Linked DNA regions of Ovis aries: region 2 is linked to region 1. A link is a contact called in public Hi-C data. All regions are on one chromosome and are shown on one strand. The core of a region is the stretch at or near the end of the contact, and the rest is flanking DNA. Distances in the headings are between cores, read along the strand shown.

Region 1 (6,683 bases), core at 2,374-4,873:
GCCTTGCTTGGAGAATTTTGAGCATTACTTTGCTAGTGTGTGAAATGAGTGCAATTGTGCAATACTTAGAACATTCTTTGGCATTGCCTTTCTTTAGGATTGGAACAAAAACTGACCTTTTCCAGTCCTGCAGCCACTGCTAAGTTTTCCAAATTTGCTGGCATATTGAATATAACACTTAAACAGCATTATTTTTAGGATTTGAAATAGCTCAGCTGGAATTCCATCACCTCCACTCTCTTTGTTCATAGTGATGCTTCCTAAGGCCGACTTGACTTGGCATTCCAGGATGTCTGGCTCTAGGTGGGTGATCACACCATCTGGGTCATTAAGATCTCTTCTGTATAGCTCTTCTGTGTATTCTTGCCAGCTCTTGTTAATATCTTCTGCTTCTGTTAGGTCCATACCATTTCTGTTCTTTATTGTGCCCATCTTTGCATGAAATATTCCCTTGGTATCTCTAATTTTCTTGAAGAGGTCTCTAGTCTTTCCTATTATATTATTTTCCTATATTTCTTTGCAGTAATCACTTAGGAAGGGAAGGCTTTCTTATCTCTCCTTGCTGTTCTTTGGAACTCTGCATTCAGATGGGTATAACTTTCCTTTTCTCCTTTGCCTTTTGCTTCTTTTCTCAGCTATCTGTAATCCCCCCTCAGACAACCATTTTGGCCTTTTGCATTTCTTTTTCTTGGGGATGATCACAGCCTCCTCTACAGTGTTAAAAACCTCCATCCATAGTTCTTCAGGCACTCTGTCTATCAGATCTAGGCCCTTGAATCTATTTCTCACTTCCACCGTATAATCATAAGGGATTTGATTTAGGTCATACCTGAATGGTCTAGTGGTTTTCCCTACTTTCTTCAGTTTAAGTCTGAATTTGGCAATAAGGAGTTCACGATCTGAGCCACAGTCAGCTCCTGGTCTTGTTTTTGCTGACTGTATAGAGCTTCTCCATCTTTGGCTGCAAAGAATATAATCAATCTGATTTCGGTATTAACCATCTGGTGATGTCCATGTGTAGAGTCTTCTCTTGTGTTGTTGGAAGAGGGTGTTTGCTATGACCAGTGTGTTCTCTTGGCAAAACTGTTAGCCTTTGCCCTGCTTCATTCTGTACTCCACGGTCAAACCTGCCTGTTACTCCAGGTATTTTTTGACTTCCTACTTTTGCATTCCAGTTCCCTATTATGAAAAAGACATCTTTTTTCGGTGTTAGTTCTAGAATATGAACTGGAATCTGTGCCTTGGGAGCAAGCTTTTCTGTCCACTGCCTGGTTTTCTTAATTCCCGGTTCTGCCAAGTGGGCAGATCCTGTTATCCCCACTGGCACAGATTAGGAAACTGAGGTCTCCAGGGGTTCCACAACTTGCCCAAGGTCATGAGTGGGGTCGAACTTGTTCCCTGATCCCAGGGCTGGCAGGTCCTTCTCCATGCCACTCGGTGTTGACAAGCGCTTTCCTTGAATCCCTGAGCACCTGGAGAGCCTGGCATGGCAGGATGCTGCTGCCCCCTCGTGGCTACTCGGATCACTGCAGGCCTGAGCTAGGAGCCCCTGGAGCAGGGTCAGGCCTGAACCGCTGACTCCAGAGGCCCTTAGTCTCTTCCTTGCTCCCCTCACTTCCCCGACCCCCCAGGACTTGGGAGAGATGCTGCAGTGAAAAGGTAAAAAAGGAAAATGAGTTTTTCTTTTGTTTCCTAAGAACAAAGAAGATGCAGCAGTGAGCAGGCCTGATCACTCCTAGCTTTTATTTGGTGTGTGCGCCCAGTGGCTCCGTCGTGTCCGACTCTTTGTGACCCTGTGGACTGTAGCCCACCAGGTTCCTCTGTCCATGGGACTCTCCAGGCAAGCATACTGGAATGGGTTGCCATCCTGTCATTTCCTATTCCAGCGGATCTTCCCAACCCAGGGATCAAACTTGTGTCTCCGTCTCCTATACTGGCCAGCAGATCCTTTATCACTTGAGCCACTTGGAAAGCCCCAGGTTTTACTTGAACTGTTCCTAATCTGTTCTGCCCCCTAACTCTGCATAAGCTTTATTCTGCATCTACTAGCCTTTGTGCGTGCGTGCTAAGTTGCTCTGTGCGACCCCATGGACTGTAGCCTGCCAGGCTCCTCTGTCCATGGGATTCTCCAGGCAAGAAGACTGGAGTGGGTTCGACGCCCTCCTCCAACTATCCTTTGACGCCATGCTAATTACACCTTTACAGAACTCTCTTTGCAGACCATCCCTTGTAGTTTTTCTCTTTTTGCCTTATAGAAAGAAGGCCTCAGTACAATACACAAAAGACAATGGACCCAACTACCCAACTGCCAGACCCAGTTACTGGGCTACCTGACACCAGCCTGTGACTGTTGTGAAAGAATACTAGAGGAAGAAGAATGCAAGATCCTGACACCTTTGTTCCTCGTCACCAACCTCTGACTGCGGGCCCGCATCCATGTAATCCCCCAGATTTCTCATGGAAAGGGGGCACCATTCTTGAGGCACAAACCTCCTTCCGCCATCTGAGGATTACAGCCACCTTTCTATTTCCTCCAAACTGTCTCCATGTTTTCTTTTTTCTTACTTGGTTTTCGTGGGCACAAAGAAAGCCCAGATTTCGGTAGCATCAGAGAGGAGAAATAACAAAAGCCTGCAGCTCCATGCTTTGCTCCCTGTGGGATCTCAGTCAAGTCACCTAACCAGCCGGGCCTCAGTTTTCCCATCTATAGAATGAGCATAATCCCTCTTCCGGTAGGAGGATTTCATGAGCAGGCAGGTGCTCCTGGAGAACCTAGACCCTGGGCTGGGGAAGACGCACCGGTAGCCCCGTCGTCCCCCTCTTCACCCCACCCCACCCTAGAGAAAGCAGCGGGCAGCCCGCAGGGGGTACACTACGTCCTTGCTGGGAGCAAACACTCGGTGCAAAGTCTGCAGCGTTAGTTGACTGGGCGGTGGGGGCTGCTCATCAAAGGCGCCCACGCGCCCTGCGGGCCATTGCGGGCGGTGAGCTTTGGCAGGAGGCTCGCTGATAAGCAGGGAGGATGTGTGATCCTGGCCCGGGAGGGGCTCGGGCAGGAGGCGCCTCCCCCGCGGTCCGCACCTGGTGCTGCCCAGGGACAAGGCCGAGAGGCCGGCTGTGCCTCGCCACTGCCTGAGGGAGGGTCTGTGTCCTCGCCGAGCCCAGCGCCCCCGCACGGGTCTCTCCGGGCTCAGCACCAGGCCCGGATATCCAAGGGGATCTCCGCGGGCGGGGATGGGGGTGTAGGTAGGTGCGGGGGGGCTGGGGGCGGGGCGGAGAGGGAGATAACCCCCGCCCACTCCCCCCAGAAGCTGGGGGCTGGTGCTGCTTCTAAGACCCCAGGGGCAGAAGGCGGAGCCTTCAGGGGACCCAGGATTCAAGACTCTTTCCAGGCACCCTCCTCCACCGCGGAGGCGGAAGGGGACTTCTAGAATCTGCGATCACAGCTTCCTCCGGAGACCGCCAGACCCCCGCCCCCCAAGTCTGAGTGCCAGGAACGCTCCTGCACAAAGATCACCCTTCCTCCCCGCCCCCCCCCCTCCCCCCCGCCACAAGGCAGCTGCTCTTGGCCTCTGGCCGCGGGTCATTGGTCCCTGCACACACTGGCCTCCCATGGGAGCGCCAGCCCCTGTGGGTACCTGTTCCAGCCAACTCTGTGAAGGCTCAGCCCACCTCGCCACCCTGCTCTGAGGGCCCCTGCCTCCCCCAGAGAAAGGGGACCCTCAGGCCTGCAGAGACCCAGTGGGAGACCTCAAGACCGCGGGGCCAGGAGAACTATGACCAGCCGGAAGGAGCTGTGCCCGACCTGGGGGAGGGCAGAGAGGCAGCAGGGAGAGCCATCAGGGGCACTGGGGAGCCAGAGAGGGTTTGTGTGAAGGGAGGGCCCTGCCAGGTGGGCATTTTAGGGCCATCATGCTGGCTGCACTGACGGACAGGCCACAGTGGGGAGAGCGGCAAAGAGAAGAAAGAAAGTGAGGTCGCTCAGTTGTGGCCGACTCTGTGACCCCATGGACTCTAGCCCGCCTAGCTCCTCCGTCCATGGGATTCTCCAGGCAAGAATACTGGAGTGGGTTGCCGTTTCCTCCTCCAGGGAATCTTCCCAACTCAGGGATCGAGCCTGGGTCTCCTGCACTGCAGGCAGTCTTTAACGTCTGGGCCACCAGGGGCTCCTGCAGCAAAGAGGGCCGTGCCTAATACAGGGCAGCGTGTGAGTAGGATAGCGTGTGACAGTCTGGAAGGGGGAAGGGGCTCAAGGGAGGGAGGCTGGGGAGGGGGCGTTTGAGACCTGCAGAAGCCTCACCAAGACGGACGCAGCAGCAATGGCCTGTGCAGCTGGCGACCGAAGGTCATCGCAGGGGCAGGACTGAATGAGCAGGTGGTGAGACCAGGCGGAGAGTGTAGACGGTGGGCTGGAAGGGCTTGGCAGCTGAGCGGACAGACAGGAAGGCCTGGTGGGGGATGGTGAGGTTTTGCTGCCCTTTCTTAAGAAGGGAGAATCTTGCTGGTGTTTGCAAACTGAGCAGCATGAACTGGCCTGTGGCCAGACCTGAGGGGTCCCTGCAGGGGGCCAGGACCTGGGGAAGGGGAGGTGGTCGCTTCAAGTGGGGGTTAGCCTGGCAGGGGCAGAGCCTGGAGACTAGGTCCCTATCCCGGCCTGGCCACTGTCCAGCTGCCTGACCTCCTGCAAGCGCTGACCTCTCTCTCTAGTCTCCAAGGGGGCAGTTAAGATGGGACTTCCTGCCTCCATTCTGACGCTGGTGCATGCTCAGTCGTTCAGTCGTATCCGATTCTTTGTGACCCCATGGACTGTAGTCCGCCAGGCTCCTCTGTCGTGGGATTTTCTTGGAGTGGGTTGCCATGCCCTCCTCCAGGGGATCTTCCCAACCCAGGGATCGAACCCGTGTCTCCTGCATTGCAGGCAGATTCTTTACCGGAAGCCCATTCTGTCTGATATTGAAGGTCTAAAACAGAACAGTAAGTGCCCTCTCGCCTGGGTCTCCAAGCTTCAGAGGGGCCCACTCTGCCCCTCCAGCTTGCCCATTCCCCACTGGTGACCCGTGGGGACCCCTGGCGACCCCCACCCCCCACCTCGCCCCAGCACAGGGCCCAATCCAGGCAGTATGGGCACCTCTCCCAGACCCTACCTCCCGCCGCAGACCTCGCCCTGGGGCAAAAGTCCAGAGAGGTCCTGGGCTGGGTCTCCTGACACCTGGCTCCCACACAGAAGAGTCCAGAAAGTTCTGCCTGGCACTCCCTACCTGCTGTCGCGACTGTGTATTTGTCCAGCCAACAAATAAAGAGGGAACCCACACTCTTTATTCCAGTCTGTGGGCTGATTTATAACATTATTTTTTTACGGTTACCACCCATAATTTTATTATCTAGGTTCAAAACGCTTTAAGGTTTTGCCACATTTGCCAAAAACAAAAATATCGAAAGTATGTCACAGACAGTATGATGTGTCTCCATTAAACAGTTTGGAAGAGGTCTAAGAACATTCTCTCACATAAACAGAAGACTTTTGTTTCCTCTTAAAAAAACACTCATAATTCTTAATATCATCAGAGTTATTTTTATAAGCATGAAATGATCCACCAGGATCTCTCTGTTGTCTCTTTTTATCCAAAATATCCCTCCACTTTAAAAAAAAAAATGGCACAGATGTGTTGACAGTGACTTATAATTTTAAGTGGCAGGCGTGGAACTGGGCCTGCCTTGGGCCTGTATCCTGGCGCCCCACATGCCTGGGGTGAGAGTCCCGCAGAGGGAAACCTGCTCCCACCAACCCAAGGGTGACCGACTGGCTGCTGTTGGCCTTGACTCGTCCAGTTTTAGCTCTGAAAGCTCTGCATCTTGAGGACCTCCCAGTTCCAGGACCTCCAACCAGTTTGAGTTGGTTGATCACCCCAGTTAGTTCCCGGCCCACCTTGAGAGTAGGAGAGAGTGCCTTTCATCTCGAGACCAGCAAGAGAGGCTTCAAGGACCCAGGCAAACAGGTGTCTCCTGCTGCTTGCTCCATGCATTAAAGGCCAAGGTCATCCCTGTTGCTGCCCAGCTGGCCGTGGAACTGGACCAGTGGCCGTGTTTTCCGGATGACTGGGCAAAGGTGTGTGCCCTGGGGGTCAGGAACCATCCGAGAAATACCGAAGGCCCCAAAGAGAGCCTGAAAGGGAGATCTGCACTCGGAATCCCCCGATCCTGGAGGGTCCCAGTCCCCTCCCGCCCTCTCTCCCGGAGGAGGACGGCAGAGGCCCAGCTGGCCTCCCCCGCTGTGGTTCCGCGGCTGCTCGAATCCCAGTGGAGCTGGAGGAGGGGAGAAACCGTGACTGGGAATAAACCTTCGTTTTGATCATTAAACCGGAACTAGAGTTGTGATTCCTAAGCGGACGCAGCCCCTGGGACTAGAAGGGACCTGAGGATTTACTGCCCATGAGAGCAACTGGAGAGGTGTGGCAGCTGCTCAGGGCTCCGTCCAGCTGCTGGGGAAGGTCTCCACCTCACCCTGAACTCCCGTGCGTTTAGCTAAGGGCCCGTGGTGTATGCAGCTCTCAACATAAGCCGGGTGTGTGCGAGCGACTTCGTGATTCCAAATAGCTCCTCAAGGTCAAAGATGAATGGCCGCCCCAGGCCCTGTGGACACGTGTCCGCGCCCGTCCCAGTGTCTGGCGGCCACACGGGGCCCT
Region 2 (6,683 bases), core at 2,068-4,567, 77 kb after region 1:
CACTCTTGTTTTGCCCATCGTGAAAAGTCTGTTTTCCGAGTTGAGGTGTGGAAGGGGTTAACCCTGAGGCCCTCTCAGGTGGTCCCCACACCGGATGACCGCCGCCAGCAGCGTCCTCCTGGTCCGCCAGGGCTGTGGGCGCTTCTTCCCTCTCCCTCCTTTCTCCTGTTCTTCAGCTCAAATAGCTCAGAACCTGGAGGCCGAATATATCCCCCCCCCCACCCCCCTACCCTCGTGGCAATTTAGTGGAGAGCTAGGGCACTCCCTGCTAGGTCACCCTTGAGAAAGCCATCGTGGGTCTCTGGAATGAAGACCATCGCCCCACCTAGTCTGTGAGATCCCCTTGGGATAAACTTGTGCGTCATCTTTTAAAGCCTTTGTTTTTCTTCTTTTGAAGTGACATTTGTGTTAGCTGTAGGAAGGAAAACATAAAAAATAACTGGAGAAAATTTAAAACTCTCATAATTTTGCCACCTAGAGTGTTCTTGCCTGGAGAATCCCAGGGACGGGGGAGCCTGGTGGGCTGCCGTCTATGGGGTTGCACAGAGTCGGACATGACTGAAGTGACTTAGCAGCAGCAGCAGCAGAGATAGCTGCTGTTACTATTTTGAAGTGTGTTTCTTGTCCTTTTATCTATTTATTTATTTGGCTGTCACACGTGGAATCTTAGTTTCTTGACCAGTGATCAAATCCGTGCCGCCTACAATGGAAGCAAGGCATCCTAACCACTGGACCCCCAGGGCAGAGGGAGCACCCTGTCCTTTCTCCTGTGCCCACATTCACATCTTGCGTGATTTGTTCGGATCGTGTGTGTAGTAGTATCATGCTGACTTTGCCGCCTACCACCTCCCCAGCCTGTCCTGGCCCCGCCTTCTCCAGAGGGTGCCGTTGGGGCTTGTGTAACGATTGACCTAGACTCCAGCCCCTTCATATATGTAATGCTTTCCTGGTGGCTCAGAGGGTAAAGCGTCTGCCTGCAATGCGTGAGACCTAGGTTCGATCCCTGGGCTGGGAAGATCTCCTGGAGAAGGAAAAGGCAACCCAATGCGGTACTCTTGCCTGGAGAATCCCATGGACAGAGGAGCCTGGTGGGCTACAGTCCACGGGGTCACAAAGAGTCGGACACGACTGAGCAACTTCACTTTCACTTTTTTCCCTTTAGTGAGATCTCTAGGTTCTTTACAGGTTCTTCCTTTCGGGTTTGGGTTTTGCTGTTTTCACGAAGCCTTGGGGACCCTCTGTGATGGAGAACCCACGTGCGTTTCTAGCTGCTGCTTTGGGCTGGCTTCTCGGAGGGGAAGTTGCCTGGTCAGAGGGTCCCTAACCCACACTGCCATCCAGGAAGCGTGCACGAGACAGTCCCCTGGGAGGTGGGGACCTACTGACCCAGCTGGTAGCGACAGTCCTCTCACTTCTACCTGCAAGAATCCTCCTGCAATGCAGGCGGCCCAGGTTCGATCCCTGGGTCAGGAAAATCCCCTGGAGAATCCCATGGACAGAGGAGCCTGGTGGGCTACAGTCGATGAGTTCACAGAGTCAGACACAATTGAGCGACTAACGCTTGGGCGTCCCTGGTGGCTCAGATGGCCAAGTTACCAAGAAGTTATCCGTCTGTTGTGTTTATTGATTGTGATTTTTGTCTTCTATTAGTTTGTGTTTATGGACTTTGCCCGTTTATTATTGGGGTCTGGGTAGTTTTCTTGTTGATTTATATGCCTTTTAACTTTCTTTAAAATACCTAACGGACTTTATTTTTCAGGCAGTTTTAGGTTTACAGGGGAGTGGAGTGGAGAGCACTTGGAGGCCCTCTGTGTCCCCCCTCAGTCCTGACGTGGTTTCCCATGTTGTCAGACTATAGTTCTGACGCTGTAAAAGTCACACGTACTGTCCCACGGAAGGATTAGCAAACCCCAGCCCCCACCCGTGGGCCAGAGGGCTCGCGGCCTGTCTGGGGGCAGCTGTGGGCTAAGCTTGGTCTTTACACAGTTGAACGAAGATCATGAGAGGAGTGTTTGGTGACCTCGGAAAGCGGTAGGGCCTTCAGGTTTTGGCGCCCACGTAGGACGCTTTGCTTGCACGCCTTTGCTGACGGGTCAACTGTGGCAGCTTCTACACGGTGGTGGAGCCGAGGGGCCGTGAGAGGCGGCTGTGGCCTTGCAGAGCCCGGAGCGTTTGCTGTCCGCCCCTGGATGGAAGGCGCACAGAGCCCTGTGGGGACTGGAAGGCAGGCCGGAGGGTGTGGAGATGATGCTGTTCACGGGGGCTTCCTCTGGCCTCGGTCCCGGGGGGCTCTGTGTGTCTCGTGGCCAGGCTCTGCCACCCCCACTGCCTGCCCTTTCCACAAGGCTTCCTTGCAGACAAGGGTGGGCTCGGAGCTGCCCCGGCATTCAGCGTGCAGAAGGTATTCAGAGTAGAGTCGTGGTCTGCTGGTCCACCCTCGGCGGGTACCCAGCCTCCGAGCTCAGATCGGACCCCACGGAAAGGGGGCGGTGGAGGGTTGCCCCACGCCTGCCTGCGGGGCTGCAGAGCGGCCTCCACAGCGCCCCTGTGTCTGGAGTTCCTGCCCTTGAACCCGTTCTTCTGTGGAAAGTGTCCCCCCACCCCGTGCTCCCCAACTGTTGGGAACAGAATCATATCCCCCCCAAAAGACAACGGTGAAGTCCGCAGCCTTGGAACCTGTGGATGTGACCTGATTAGGAGATAGTCTCTGCAGCGGGAACCAAGACAAGGTCGTGCTGTGCTTGGATGGGCCTGACAGCTGGGGATCAGTCATCTTCTCGGAGGGCTGCTTAGACACAGACCCCGGGGAGGAGGGCGAGTTAAGATGGAGGCAAGCAGCCACAGCCCAGGGGGTGTCGGGGACTGCTGGCAATGACCAGAAGCTGCAAGAGGCTGAGAACGGCTCTTCCCAGACTCTTTCGCGGGAGCTTGGCCCTGCCAGCACCTTGATTTTGAATATTTAATTTGTTTATGTTTATTTTATTGATGGATTGATATTTATTTTGTTTATTTTACTGAGTTGGCTGTGCCGGGTCTTAGTTGCAGCATGTGGGATCTAGCTCCCCTACCAGGGATCGAACCTGGGCCCCCTGCATTGGGAGTGCAGAGTGTTGTTAGCCACTGGACCACCAGGAAGTCCTCAGCACCTTGACTTTTGACTTCTGGCCTCTGGGACTGTCAGAGAAGCAGTCTCTGCTGAAAAGAGCTGCCCAGTTTGCGGGGGATGTGGCTGCAGTGCTCGTTTGTGGGGATGGTGGCTCGGTCTGGATGCTATGTTGTCAGGGAGGAGGGCTTGAGCTGGATGAGTCCCTGGCGTCGGGCTCTCCCTCCTGTCTGCTTATCCATTTTGAGGCGAACACTCTGCTGGGGAGGGCTGTGTCCCGAGCCCCATGCCTGACCCCAAGGCAGGGGTGCGCCCCTCTTTCCCGCGTGGGTGGATGCAGGGGGGAGGGCAGCGGTCAGAAGCCGGCCGAGGAGGCTCCAGGGACTGCTGCCCAGACAGCAAGGGAAGCTTTCACTTTCTTCGGCAGAGCCGCGGGGCAGGCTATTTGTTTAAACAACCCCAAAGAAAACCATTTGGCCAAACTGTTAAGTTTCTAAACAGTTTACTTCCCTGGTGTTTAAACAAAGTCCTCCCCAGGCCCTGTGTCTGGTCCCAGGGAGGGGGTTGGCCTCTCTTCCTGCTGGGCCGGCCCAGCGCCCTGCGCCCACTCCAAGGCCAGCTGCTACTTGTGCCTCCCCACAAACAACCCTGGAGGTCGCCCCGGTGAGCGTCTGCCGACCAAGGGTTCCAGGCCCGCTTTGGGGTCTTCTCTCTGCAGCTGCCCTGCTGACCTGGCCCGGGACAGCACTCCCCATGTCTCCGTGTTGGGCTTTGCCTGCTCAGACCTTCAGGCTGACCAGGGCCAGACCTTGGCTTTCTCCTGGGGGTCCTGGTCTCTGTGTGTGTGGTTTTTTTTTTTTTTTTTTGCAAAGCTCAGCTAAAAACCTCAAAGGCTCCGTGGCCCAAGGGGTGTCAGAGGAGCCCCCCAACCCCGGTTTGGAGTCAGTCAACACCTACAGATTTATCCCAGCGTTTAATTGCTGCCTCAGCCACAGAGACTTGATTCTAGGAAACACTGATGATGGGGCTTCCTGATGGTGGGGTGTGCTCGAGGCTTTGTATTGACTGGTTACCTGAGGGCTGGGTCTGGGCACACTTCGCCCCTGGTGGCTCTGCGCCCATCGGGGACAGGTTGCTGGAATCTGTTGCATCCAGGGTCACAGCCCTGTGGATTCCAGAGGCTCCTGCTGGAGCCCAGAGCCCTAGTCTCAGCCAGCCCCCTCCTCAGGTGCCCATGACCCCTGCTTTCCTCCCAGCGCTGGTTCATTAACGGTCTTGCTCACTGAAGATCTGTGCCCTGTAACTGCAGGAGCACCCTGCGGGCAGTTCCCGTATCTCTTCTGTCCACTCCCAACCCCAGAACGTGGTTTGGGGCCTGGCCTGAAACTGCTGCCCACAAAGCCACTGGTGGGGCAACCAGGCCTGCTGGGCCAGTGCACTGACCTTGGGCTTCCTGCATGTGCCAGCTCTGGGGATTGAAGTGTTCATGGGACCTTATTTTTCCCACTTGCTGCTGTGTGTCCTTGGGTGAAGAGCTTAACCTCTCTGTGCGGCGGGATTCCTCTGCAGTAAAACAGAGCATGAATCCACCTCAGAGGTTGTTGTGAGGATGGTGCTATCTTGGATAACTGTGTCTGTAGGATCATGGGAACAGGGATGGGTGAAACAGGCTCAAAATATGTTTGGGAACCGAGTGTCTGGTTCCCTAAGGAACCAGCATTTTCTGGGCAATCTCACCAGCTCCCATGGGGGCAGATTAAGGCAGAACCCACCACAGAGTTTGGTTTATGGTTCTCCTTGATATCAGGGCTAGATGGGGACTCCCATCAGGTCAGGCTGAGTCTTCACTCTAAATGAGGAAACCAAGGCCCAGAGAGGGCTAGAGAGCTGCCCCAAGTCACACTGCAGGAGCGGGTCCAGGAAGTATCTGCCCTGAATTCTCTCTGCTTGTCCTGGGATATTGGCACCTGCTCTAGGCAGGGCCTTGTGTTGGGGGGCTGTAGAGAGCAGAGCCGAGTATGGGCCAGCATCCCTGTGAGGCAGTAGGTGGGGTGCCTGTGTGTGTGGTCCCTCTGACCACTTGGAGGGGAAGCAGGGATGGCTTCCTGGAGGAGGAGGCGGCCCGTGACCTGGCCCTTGAAAAGCAGCCCTGATGTTACTAGGACGTTTTGGGAATGAAGCCCAGCAGAACTCCCCTCCTCTCTGTCCGCCATACACCAAGCCAGAACTTGCATCAGCACCTCTAGCTAAAGCTGGGTTCGGGGAGGTTTCCATGAAGCCGGGTGCCTGGGCACCTTCTCCAGCACTCCCTGCACCTCCCGTTTTACCCCATCTGCCTCAGTTTCCCCAGCCCTCAGTTCGTGAAGCCGTTGCTGTCCGTGAGCACCCTCTAGTGGGGGAATTGGGTTATGAACACGGGGCCTTGGATCAAGTTCCTGCCCTCACTGGAAACGCAAGGCAGGGTGACCCCAGAATCCCTCCGCAAAACAGCGGGTTCCGAGGGCTCCGCCCTGAGGCAAGAAGCTGATCGGCTGTTTGAGGCCTGTGGCTGGACCAGGCGTGAGGAGACCCGCGCAGTTGGGTGCAGAGCCCGGTCCTGGGGGCCTAGGCATGAGGGGTGCTGGGTTGGTCCCCACCCTGTCGGCAGCCCTCCCTGCTGTGTGACTTCAGCCGGGTCCTTGCCTGTTCTAGGCCTTTCGTCAGACCAGGCAAGGGGCCCCCGGAGTGCCAGAGGTGGCTTCTGAGCATAATCTTTTTGCTTCTGTGGATCCTCGAGACCAGAAGGGGCCAGAGTGAGTGAACGGGTGGTGGTGGGGGAGGGCCACATCCTGGCCCCAGCAGCCTCTCGGGGTATCCGGGTCAGGGCTGGCCAGCACCCCCGGAGCCCTACACACGAGGCTCTGTGCAGTAGCATGCGAGGCTACCTCGGCCGAAAGTTCTGATGACTCCCTGGGACGATCCAGGACGTGTTTTGTTCAGGGCAGATTCTGCTCAGAGGCCGAGACTGTCTTTGCCAATGATTTATCTGACACAGGTTCACCATGGGGAACTATGATTTATGCTGTTAATAGTTCACAAGTTGGTACTGTAAGGAATACTGTCTCTTAATAAGTCAGTGAAGAAATAATATCATTGTTTCATCACTAAGTCGTGTCCGACTCTGCGATCCTAGGAGTGCAGCACTCCAGGCTGCCCTGTCCTTCAGTGTCTCTTGGAGTTTGGTTGGTGATGCCATCCAGCCATCTCATCTGCTGCCCCCGTCTCTTTTTGCCTTCAATCTTTCCCGGCATCAGGGTCTTTTCCAATGAGTCGACTTTTCCCATCAGGTGGCCAAGTATTGAAGCTTCAGCTTTAGCATCAGTCCTTGCAATGAATATTCAGGGTTGATTTCCTTTTACAATGGACTGATTTTTGTTCTTGCGGTCCAAGGGATGCTCAAGAATCTTCTCCAGCACCACAGTTCGAAACCATCCATTTTTTGGTGCTTAACCTTCTTTATGGTCAGCTCTCACATCCCTGTACTCAAAACCAGTTACATTATTGTTCCAGGCAAAGGGGAGGCAAGAGCAGTTAAGGTGCG

Evidence for each region. Hi-C and Micro-C count contacts between places; a contact is called where the count stands out from the background.
Region 2: a contact with region 1 is called in a Hi-C map of liver, with 2.5 times the contacts expected there. The contact joins two enhancer-like sites. A contact is called at or near these places in 3 of 16 Hi-C or Micro-C datasets (liver, muscle and omental adipose tissue).

What each region holds. Positions count from the first base shown.
Region 1 is chr21:42,182,893-42,189,575 of ARS-UI_Ramb_v3.0, forward strand. No RefSeq gene overlaps it. Among named protein-coding and RNA genes, the nearest start is that of LRP5, 10 kb to the right of the region's middle. Within about 2 kb of position 3,624, at least 7 of the 54 cell types and tissues checked have an H3K27ac peak or open chromatin away from gene starts, as enhancers often do. A contact at or near this core is called in liver, where this site is marked.
Region 2 is chr21:42,259,819-42,266,501 of ARS-UI_Ramb_v3.0, forward strand. The region is part of intron 5 of LRP5 (LDL receptor related protein 5); the gene reads left to right. Among named protein-coding and RNA genes, the nearest start is that of TRNAA-AGC, 65 kb to the right of the region's middle. Within about 2 kb of position 3,318, at least 11 of the 54 cell types and tissues checked have an H3K27ac peak or open chromatin away from gene starts, as enhancers often do. A contact at or near this core is called in liver, where this site is marked.